3 separate regions of the Mus musculus genome follow, and regions 1 and 2 are each linked to region 3. The links are chromatin contacts, called in public HiChIP or PLAC-seq maps. All regions are on one chromosome and are shown on one strand. The core of a region is the stretch at or near the end of the contact, and the rest is flanking DNA. Distances in the headings are between cores, read along the strand shown. Region 1 overlaps Nrg1 (neuregulin 1). Region 2 has its middle 170 kb from the start of Nrg1. Region 3 overlaps 7420700N18Rik (RIKEN cDNA 7420700N18 gene).

What was found. HiChIP or PLAC-seq counts read pairs in DNA pulled down with a chosen protein or histone mark.
Region 1: a contact with region 3 is called in a CTCF HiChIP or PLAC-seq map of the NIH/3T3 cell line, with 7 read pairs. The contact joins two enhancer-like sites. A contact is called at or near these places in 1 of 15 datasets of contacts at CTCF or cohesin (the NIH/3T3 cell line), 3 of 484 Hi-C or Micro-C datasets (the C2C12 cell line, the MC38 cell line and adipose-derived mesenchymal stem cells) and 2 of 115 datasets of contacts at active chromatin or transcription factors (embryonic fibroblasts and vascular smooth muscle cells).
Region 2: a CTCF HiChIP or PLAC-seq map of the NIH/3T3 cell line shows a contact between it and region 3, with 8 read pairs. The contact joins two enhancer-like sites. A contact is called at or near these places in 1 of 15 datasets of contacts at CTCF or cohesin (the NIH/3T3 cell line) and 1 of 115 datasets of contacts at active chromatin or transcription factors (embryonic stem cells).

The regions. Positions count from the first base shown.
Region 1 is chr8:31,841,161-31,844,199 of GRCm38.p6, reverse strand. The region is part of intron 2 of Nrg1 (neuregulin 1); the gene reads left to right. Among named protein-coding and RNA genes, the nearest start is that of Nrg1, 76 kb to the left of the region's middle. Within about 2 kb of position 1,364, at least 32 of the 459 cell types and tissues checked have an H3K27ac peak or open chromatin away from gene starts, as enhancers often do. A contact at or near this core is called in the C2C12 cell line, the NIH/3T3 cell line, adipose-derived mesenchymal stem cells and 1 more, where this site is marked.
Region 2 is chr8:31,748,954-31,751,753 of GRCm38.p6, reverse strand. No RefSeq gene overlaps it. Among named protein-coding and RNA genes, the nearest start is that of Nrg1, 170 kb to the left of the region's middle. Within about 2 kb of position 1,528, at least 20 of the 459 cell types and tissues checked have an H3K27ac peak or open chromatin away from gene starts, as enhancers often do. A contact at or near this core is called in the NIH/3T3 cell line, where this site is marked.
Region 3 is chr8:31,372,089-31,374,837 of GRCm38.p6, reverse strand. The region is part of intron 1 of 7420700N18Rik (RIKEN cDNA 7420700N18 gene); the gene reads right to left. Among named protein-coding and RNA genes, the nearest start is that of 7420700N18Rik, 5.7 kb to the right of the region's middle. Within about 2 kb of position 1,492, at least 78 of the 459 cell types and tissues checked have an H3K27ac peak or open chromatin away from gene starts, as enhancers often do. A contact at or near this core is called in the C2C12 cell line, the NIH/3T3 cell line, adipose-derived mesenchymal stem cells and 1 more, where this site is marked.

The DNA.
Region 1 (3,039 bases), core at 115-2,614, 470 kb before region 3:
CAACAACAACAACAACACAAAAATAGAAACAAAAGAAAACAAAAACCTCTGTTCAGTAGTGCATCTAGGTACATGTTCTATAAGCTGAGCAGGAATCTTTGGGTAGTGTGAAAGCTAAGAAGGAGCCAGAGTAACTTTGAGAACCAGGAAGATAAAACCATGAACACAAGAATATGCTTAGCTACACATGATAGGGAAACCCAGGGGCTAAGTAAGATACAAAGAAAGAGTCAGCCATACTAGCTTAAGGCTAAAGTTTCACAAAATACTGTCAGGATGGTAGCAGTGGTGATATCTACACTATTTATCAGTAGATGACTTGACATAAACAGGCATGATGAGAATCCATTGGAGTTTTAGAACATTGTAAATGCCATGCTGATTCCACTTGCAGGAGAGTGTTCTCTTATAGGGAACTTCTCTGTTCTTGGGTGCCATCATATTTATCAGAAACAGAAGTTGTGAGAGAAATTGATGGGACTCTTAAGAATATAGACACTGAGTTCTTCAGACGCCCACGTCTTCAGTTTTTTCTTCTGTGCAGAGAATCCTAGCACTCTTAGTATTTGTGAATGTATTTAGATTTTGACTTCCTAGTATAGTCTGAAAAAAAGTCCTGTAGGGACCAATGTAAGTGCAGTTCTGTCTAGAATTAGAACATTGGCTAAACTCTCTCTACATACACGTCTCTTGCATCAGCTAGCAACAATGTGTGTTGATTAGGTTCCCACGAGGCAGGCCTGAGTTCATGCTGAGCATCCAGGGATGAACAAAACCACACTGACCTCTTCCTTCAGGAGACAAGGGCCAGTGAACATAATACCCATGTTTCAAGCCATCGATTTAATAATCAATTATTGATGCACCAAGTACTATGAAGACATTAGGACCTAAGATTATGTCTAGGTCCTTAAGGAATAAAAGACGAAGGTTTTGTAGAGGGACAGAAAGTATGAAGCTACCACCTTCAGACTGTCTATGTTAAATAAAAATGCAGTTTCAAAATATTTCGACTTAATAATTTAGAAGAAACCCATTTAGATGTCTCATCATCAAACAGGTCTGTTAGCACAGAAAGAATGAGATAGTGCCTCAGAGCCTTCGAAGGGAAGACTGACAGACCACAGATGAGCAGCCAGTATGTCATGTGTCACTGTAACATGGCGAGGTCCTTTGCCTTGACTTAAGGATGCCTCGAGTTGTATAAACGCTGGTGAGTGTTATAGTCTCGGAGTAAGCATTTCACTGGAAACAGTACAAGCTTAGTGTTTGGTAAGGCCTAAGGCTCTGGCAAGGAGAGATGTGTTCCTAAACATGCCACACTCACTGTTAGTGAGGAAGCACGTGTGAGAGCCAGTGTGTGATTTGTACTTTACCTCAGTATTGACTCATGAGACCTATGAGGCCGCTATATGTATTCTGTTATCTCATGGACTAGAAGTTAGTCCCAGGGTCATAATAAAAGAAGGGGGAGGCATATGCCAGCTGAGCAGTAATGGGAGGTATAGGCTAAATCTGAAAGAAACATTATTGGAATGTTTTCTATTTAGTATTTTTCTTTAATGATGTTAAGAAGGGCATCCTCTTGAGGAAACAAATGGCTTTTGCAGATGACACTGTAAAGGACACTAAAACACAAATTAGAAAAACACATATAAGCCTCAAGTATTTTCACTTAAAGGCTGATAACAGAATAAGATTCATCTTCGAAAAATGCAGACTAATAGTAACAATACATTTGGGAAAAGAAAAATAATCTACAATGCAGATACTCAGCCAGTGAGTAGGCGAGCTCTGGCTGGAATACCAAGCCAGCTACAGGGTGAACAATGTCTGTGTTTGCAATGTGATACTACAGCAAAGCAACCCAGAAGTCTGAGTGCGGCATCCATGGGCAATCCAGAGAAACAGCAGGAGGCTTTGACAGCAAGCAGAACAAGTCACTATTTCCCAGAATGGGTTTGTTGACATTTTCATAACTTTATGTTTGTAAATATCAACACCAAGTAGATAGATAAGTTCACATGTTTTACAGTGTAAAAGGAGATGCCACAGTTAGTACTAAAGAAGAAGACATGTTATTCTTCCTGACAGGGTATTTTAAAAACTGGCCAAATGTTTCATTGCGGAGTGATGACTAATGAGTAGAATACTGGCCATCAGGTTTCTTCCCTCCACTGTTCTCCAGGGACAAAGATGAAACCAGGAAACAAAGGAAGGAAGATGTCTAAAGATGGCTTACAAGTTGACTGTAACTGATAAATAGTTTATAAAATTGGCCAGAACCCTATAGAACCAGATCTTTCTTGGGAATTTGTAAATATCTTTGAGTATGTCTAGAGTGTTCATAAACTGATTCTCAAAACACATGCATCTATGAATGAATCCTTAGTAAATGTGCTGGATCATTTGTGGAGTATTATCACTATTCAACTGCTTTTCATAAGGATTCAACTATGTTTATTAATTTAATGAGTGATTTATAATTGCTATTTCTCCTGGTTGGAAAGATTATAGAAAATTGTTAGGGATTACTAACTGCTAACATTCATGCACCTTATAACCACAGTAAAGCTCTGGACCTCACATGGAAGGACAAGGCTACATTAATCATAACTGGACTCTAAGCTAAAGCAACTCTGGGCATTCCTTAGAATTTATCTTAACATAGACTTAAAAATGAAATGATCTCCTAAGGCACTATGTAAAATTAAGAACGCATAGTGTTATAATAAGTGTCATTTTTAAGGCTAGTGTACCTTTGAGAAATTTTAGTATTTTTGTTACTACTGTAAGACAAAAGTCTTGATTAGAACACAGTTCTGTTTTATTGGATCCTAGGTAATCTGGTGTTTAAATAACAAAATTTAGCTGTTAGGTCATCGGCTTTCTCATAAATGATCATAGTCCTTTCTCTTTTCCATGACAAACAGTGCTAAAGGTTTCTACTTGGCGGAGGAAATCCCCAGGTACTGGTACTTGTTATTAGATTTTTATTTATTTATTTATTTTTTGAAATCCACACAGGGAATTTTATTT
Region 2 (2,800 bases), core at 279-2,778, 380 kb before region 3:
AGAAGGCCCATCGTACAACTGAGCAACTCGGTGGCCATGGCCTTGAATTTCTAAACAAAGTAGGTAAGAATAAGAATTTTTTTCTTCATATCTGCACTGCCTCCGGTATTTTGTTATAACACAAAGCTGACTAGTATTAATATTTAGTCATTATGTTACTGTTCAGTCCTCTGTCAACAGCAGGATCTCTTGCTGGTTTACTTTTTCTATTCATGTTTCAGTTCTCAGGGTGAATAGATACAGAATTCCCTAACTTAAAATCCTGTTATATATTTTTAGAAAAAAAAAGTCAGGGACATTTAATATACAGACCAAGTTTAGTAGGGAAATATTAGTTCTATCAATATCTGAAGGATTTCCCAGTAGAGAGATTAATGTGTTCTGACAACAAAGCCCTATGGTGGAGGCTGTAGGAAAATGCTAACTAATAGAAAAGAATATTGCAACCATTTAACTATGTAATAAGAACTGCTTTGGGAGGAAATGATAGGAGTGTTCAAGCAAAGAGTGAGTAATAAACCACAGGAGATTGAACCACACAGGCTTGTGCATCAGAAAAGAGTTAGACCAAGTGACCTAGATCTGTGATGATCCTACGTCTCCTAACAGGTTGATCTTAGAATCCCAGGATAATTTGAAATATATACTGAAGTTGAGAGAGACTTTGATAATTACCTGCCTGGTATATTTTACACAGTAATTTATATATGAATTGTCAGTCATCCTTATCACAGGATGATTGAGAAATTCCAGGTGACTTCATTTACGACACACATTTGCAAGGTGCTTACTATGTGGCATGTATTTTGTATCTAAGTTTTAAAGGACAGTGATGCTCAGGATACAGTTGCTGCCCTCTGGAGCATGCGCTGTGCTCAAGGGTAAGGATAAGGCTGAAGACTGAAGAAAAGGAGGATTGTGAGAAAGGCAGATGTGTGGCAAAGCACTCCAACTTCTCTCTTGCCTTTTCCTCTAGGGAACCTTTTTAAGTCTTCTTTAAGTTTCCCTAAGACACTTGGCAGGACCTCTAGGACCAGATTAGAGAGGAAGCTGGGATGGGATGGAATCTTTGCTCCCTAGAATGTGAGCAGTGGATTTCTTCTACCAGTTGCTTCTCTCATGCAAGAAGTATGTGCATGTGTTTGTGTATGTGTGTGTGTGTGTGGGGGGATAAGACCACTTTACAAAATAGATGTTAAATAAATATACAATAAAAATATAGATCAGATTATGAATAGTCGTTATGAAACCCTGCTCTATATTACCTAGGAGAAAAGGGACATAAAATCATCTTTCTGAGTCAGGTGTTTATGAATTTCCAAAGACCAGACTGCATATTTCTCTAAACCCCCAGTATTTCTACCGCAAAACAGATTCTTGGAAGTGAAACAGGCCTGTTAAAAACTCTTTTTTATGCAATGAAGGATGTAAGGAAATTGGAGAAAGTTCAAAGAAGAAGAACACGAATGATTAAGGGGCTGAGAGCATGATTTATGTTGAATGATTAAAAGGATTAAAATGCAGATCTTGGCCAGTGCTACAGACTCAGCTATAAAAGAAAACTCAAAATTAAGTGCCAAAGCTCCTAGCTCCCATGAAAAATACAAATTTGCATATAATTTGGCACATATTTCTACTCAGAGTTCAGCAGACCCTTACTGAGGCAATGTACACAGTGCCAAAACCACTAGTCGATTTGGTCAGTTGAAAGTGCAGTCTGATGATATCAGGAAAAACTTGCCATTTGATGGATTGAGGAGACAGGGGAACTCCACTGTTCCCACCCAGGACCATCATGTGCAAAGAAGACAAAACAAAGTAACCTATCACAATGTACCCAAGTATCACAGAGCAAAATCTCCCCTAAAGTAAATAGCTGGAGTGTGCAGACCCATGGGACCAGAACAGCCACTTGGGTCTGGATTATTGTCTTCATGAGGAAATTTTAGCCAAAAGCTGACTGATCTTCTTGTCTCTCAAATGAAGCCTGTGATTCAGCAATGAGGAAAGGAGGCATGTGTGGAACCGGCTCTTCTCAGAACTGCCTATCTCCCAAGAAGGGAGAAAGGAGATGGGTCAAAGGAAGCTGTGTAGACACATGTAAGGAGAAAGCCAACTGATAGCGTTTAGAATTATAAAAACACATTTTAGTGAAAATTTTATTTTTCTTAAATATAGCTTTCTGTGGCTATCAGTTTTCCTTCACTTGTATTGTCTGGGTAATTTTCTTGTTTTCAAGGGAGGAAAACTAAAACATAAATAGAGGAATCATTATGGTAAATGCTGTTAAGGCGCCACAGCTTGCCTTGGCACTTAACTCAGTCTGAATAGTTTAGGCTTAGAGCCTCCAGCTTCCTTTTCAGTGCTTCTTCTTGTTGATGACATACCAGTGTCATATTTTCCACCTTACCCATTTTCTAATGGAAACGTCAGTGATGGTTACATTCAGACTCTTGTACAAGGTTGGTCTTCTAAGTTGCCTCTTGGATAGATAGACTGTACCCATTTCTCTCCTCCACCAGCCCTAATGGTCACTATTTTAAACTGACCTTCCAAACTTTTGCTTCCATTTTTTTTTTCCACTTCTGGGAAGTGAACTGAGGATCTTGAACAAGGTTGACATTGGGGCAACCACTGACCTCTATCTCCAGCCCCACCCCCTCCTCCCCCTCCTCCTCCTCCCCGTCCTCCTCCTCCTCTCTTCCTCCTCCTCCTCCTTCTTCTTCTGTGGGAATGGATTCATTTTTTTCACCTTTCAAACATTTTATGCCCATATTTAAAATGCTCAGCATAAAGATTT
Region 3 (2,749 bases), core at 243-2,742:
CTTCAAAACATTCCCACTCAGCCTATATGGCCTATGACTAGGCATATATCCATCTCCCAGGTCTCTTGCATAGGAAAGAGGAGACACTTCAACTTAATCAAAAAGGGCAGCATTTCCAGCAATAATGGTAGAAGCAAAGGGTTGGCACTGGGTGACAGGTTTATTGTTGGAGAGTTGAGCCTGTAGGAGGTAGTGTTTAGGACAAGAGGTCATCTCCAGAGTTAGGGCACCCAGTCTTGTCCTCTAAAGTACAAAATAAACTCTTCTTAAAATGTGGATCAGTGCTGGCCCCACAGTACACTTACTGGTCCGTGGGAAGCATCTCCAAATTGGTGGGCATCGAGTAATGGATTTTTATCTGAGGTTATGCACTAATAATTAATACCATGAGACACTGAAGCTTACTAGTCATACTCTGCCAACTTTATAATGTATGTAAAATATAACAGAGGGTAAATAGGACATATATGTGTGTGTTGAAATATCATACTAAAACCTATTATTTTGTACTAATATACACTGGTTGCAAAAGAAAAAAAAAGAGAGAGAGAGAGACAGAAGGGATGGCTCACTCCACTGGCTGCTCTTGCACAGGACTTGGGTTCAGTTCCCAGCACCAACAGGGCAGCTCATGACCATCTGTAACTCAGTCTCAGGAAATGGATCCAATGCCTTTTCCTGGCCTCTGTGAGCACACAGTGCACAGACATGCAGGCAAATAGACACACATAAAATAAATCTTTAAAAAAAAAAAAAAAAGAAAGAAATTCACGATGGCCCATTACTTTCTAAATTCAACAAAATGGTTCAAGTTCAATGGTTTCATAAATATATTTAACCCTCCTTCTCCTAAGGAAACTCAGAGTTTGGATACCAGCCCTGTTGCTTGGCAGTTATAGCTTTGGGAAAGGTCAACTTCTATACAATTGAGATAGATAGATAGATAGATAGATAGATAGATAGATAGATAGATAGATAGATAGATAGATAGATAAATTTATTTCTACCTCATATGGTGTTATGAAGATTAAATGGCATAAAATATCCAAAGTAGTTGTAACTATGTCTACATTCTAGAAACTACTCAGTCAGAAACACACAATTTCTTGACGTGGAGTTTTCTAAAATGTCATTTCTCTCCAGGAGTCTTTTCCCACACCATAACCCACTGGTCTCTGGGAAGAATCTCTGAGTGAGCCTAACAACGTCCTATACGGATGTGAAACAGTACCAGGCAACTCACTGTTGCAACAAAACAAAACAAAGTGACCGTTTGTGCTGTCTCATTTCAATGGCAGATCCAAACAGTATCTGTGCCACTTCTCCTTCGGAATTCTAAAAATGTGGAAAGCCCCAGTAATCAAACACCCTAAGAGAATGACTCAGCTGAAAGCCTGGATCTGCTCCAATCTAAGATCTGAGAAGACCTAGCTTATGCCCTGCCTCTGACACACAGGGACTTTCCTCCTGCCTCTGACCTGTGTCTTGTAACTGACCTTCAGCTTCAACTTCACAGCTATGTGGTCAATGTCCCTTGAAATGTCCACTCAGTCTGAATCAATTATTCATCAGCTTCCTAGGTGGTGCTGTGATGCAGTTGCCAAGTATGCCCTAATAAACATCTTGGTTACAGGAATGGGTTCGGTCTGACAATGCTAGAGTTGCATATATCCTTTCCAGGCACTATTATGGGCAATGATCCCCTCACCCCCACCATCACCACCACTTCAATGGTCAGTTAGTTTTACTGGAATGCTGTTGCTCTGTTCCACCTCAGAGAGCTGGAGACTTTTGTAGAATGGACAAATGTAAAATATCTACACAGTCTTGCTTCATGTCCCTCCAAGGGAAATAGGGGTCTGCTTCCAAAATACATGGACTGCAGCATCTTGGAGGCTTTAGTTGGAGAAAGAATAATGGCCTTCCTCCTGGGAAATTCCTGGTGAATTGGCATCATTGGAATTTCTTCAGCCAGCTGTCTTAATGACCCATACACCCCCCCCCCAAGATATCACTGTGTTAATTATATAGACTGAGCATATTTGAGATGATAATAATAGCATTACCCTCTGTTGACATGTCATTTCGGTTTCCTCTTACCTTTTGCACTATATATGCACATTGGAGTGTATGTCTGCGGGTGGGGGGTAGGGTGGTTGTATTCAGGCTCAAAAAAGTCTCCACAGTATATAATCTGTTCATTTTGAGTCAGTTACAGCCTACTCCTTAAATCATTTCCTTAATTGGTTCCTGATCTCCTTACTAATCACTGGCTGATGCACAATACTGCCACCTTCAGGTAGTTCTAGGAAATACCATTTGATAAGGGGGAAAAAATGTTAACATTGGTATGAGGCTGGAGTGAGTACCCACAAGAAATGGACAAAACAATATTTGTTTGCATTGCAAGCTGGGAAAGAAAGGACTGTGCTGTTGGGATGTCCCAACAATTGTGAGGAGGGAATTTTGGTTGTTTTAAGGGAAGCAAAGTAAAAGCAGGCATTTGTGAGAGTTCTTGGGGGTTTCCATGAGAGTGGGATGAGCGTCCCAGCTCCAAATGCTTAAGGAGCTGCTACTCAGAAATGAAATGTCAGCTGGCATAGCTTTCTCACTGTTGGCCACACTGCCTGAGATATGTGTGTTTCTGCGGACGTGCTTTTTGTCACCAAGGTCACTTTGAGGTCCTTCTGCCTCCTGGTTTTCTTTTGTGTCTGAATGTCACCAGTGTTCTTTCTGATGATCCCACATT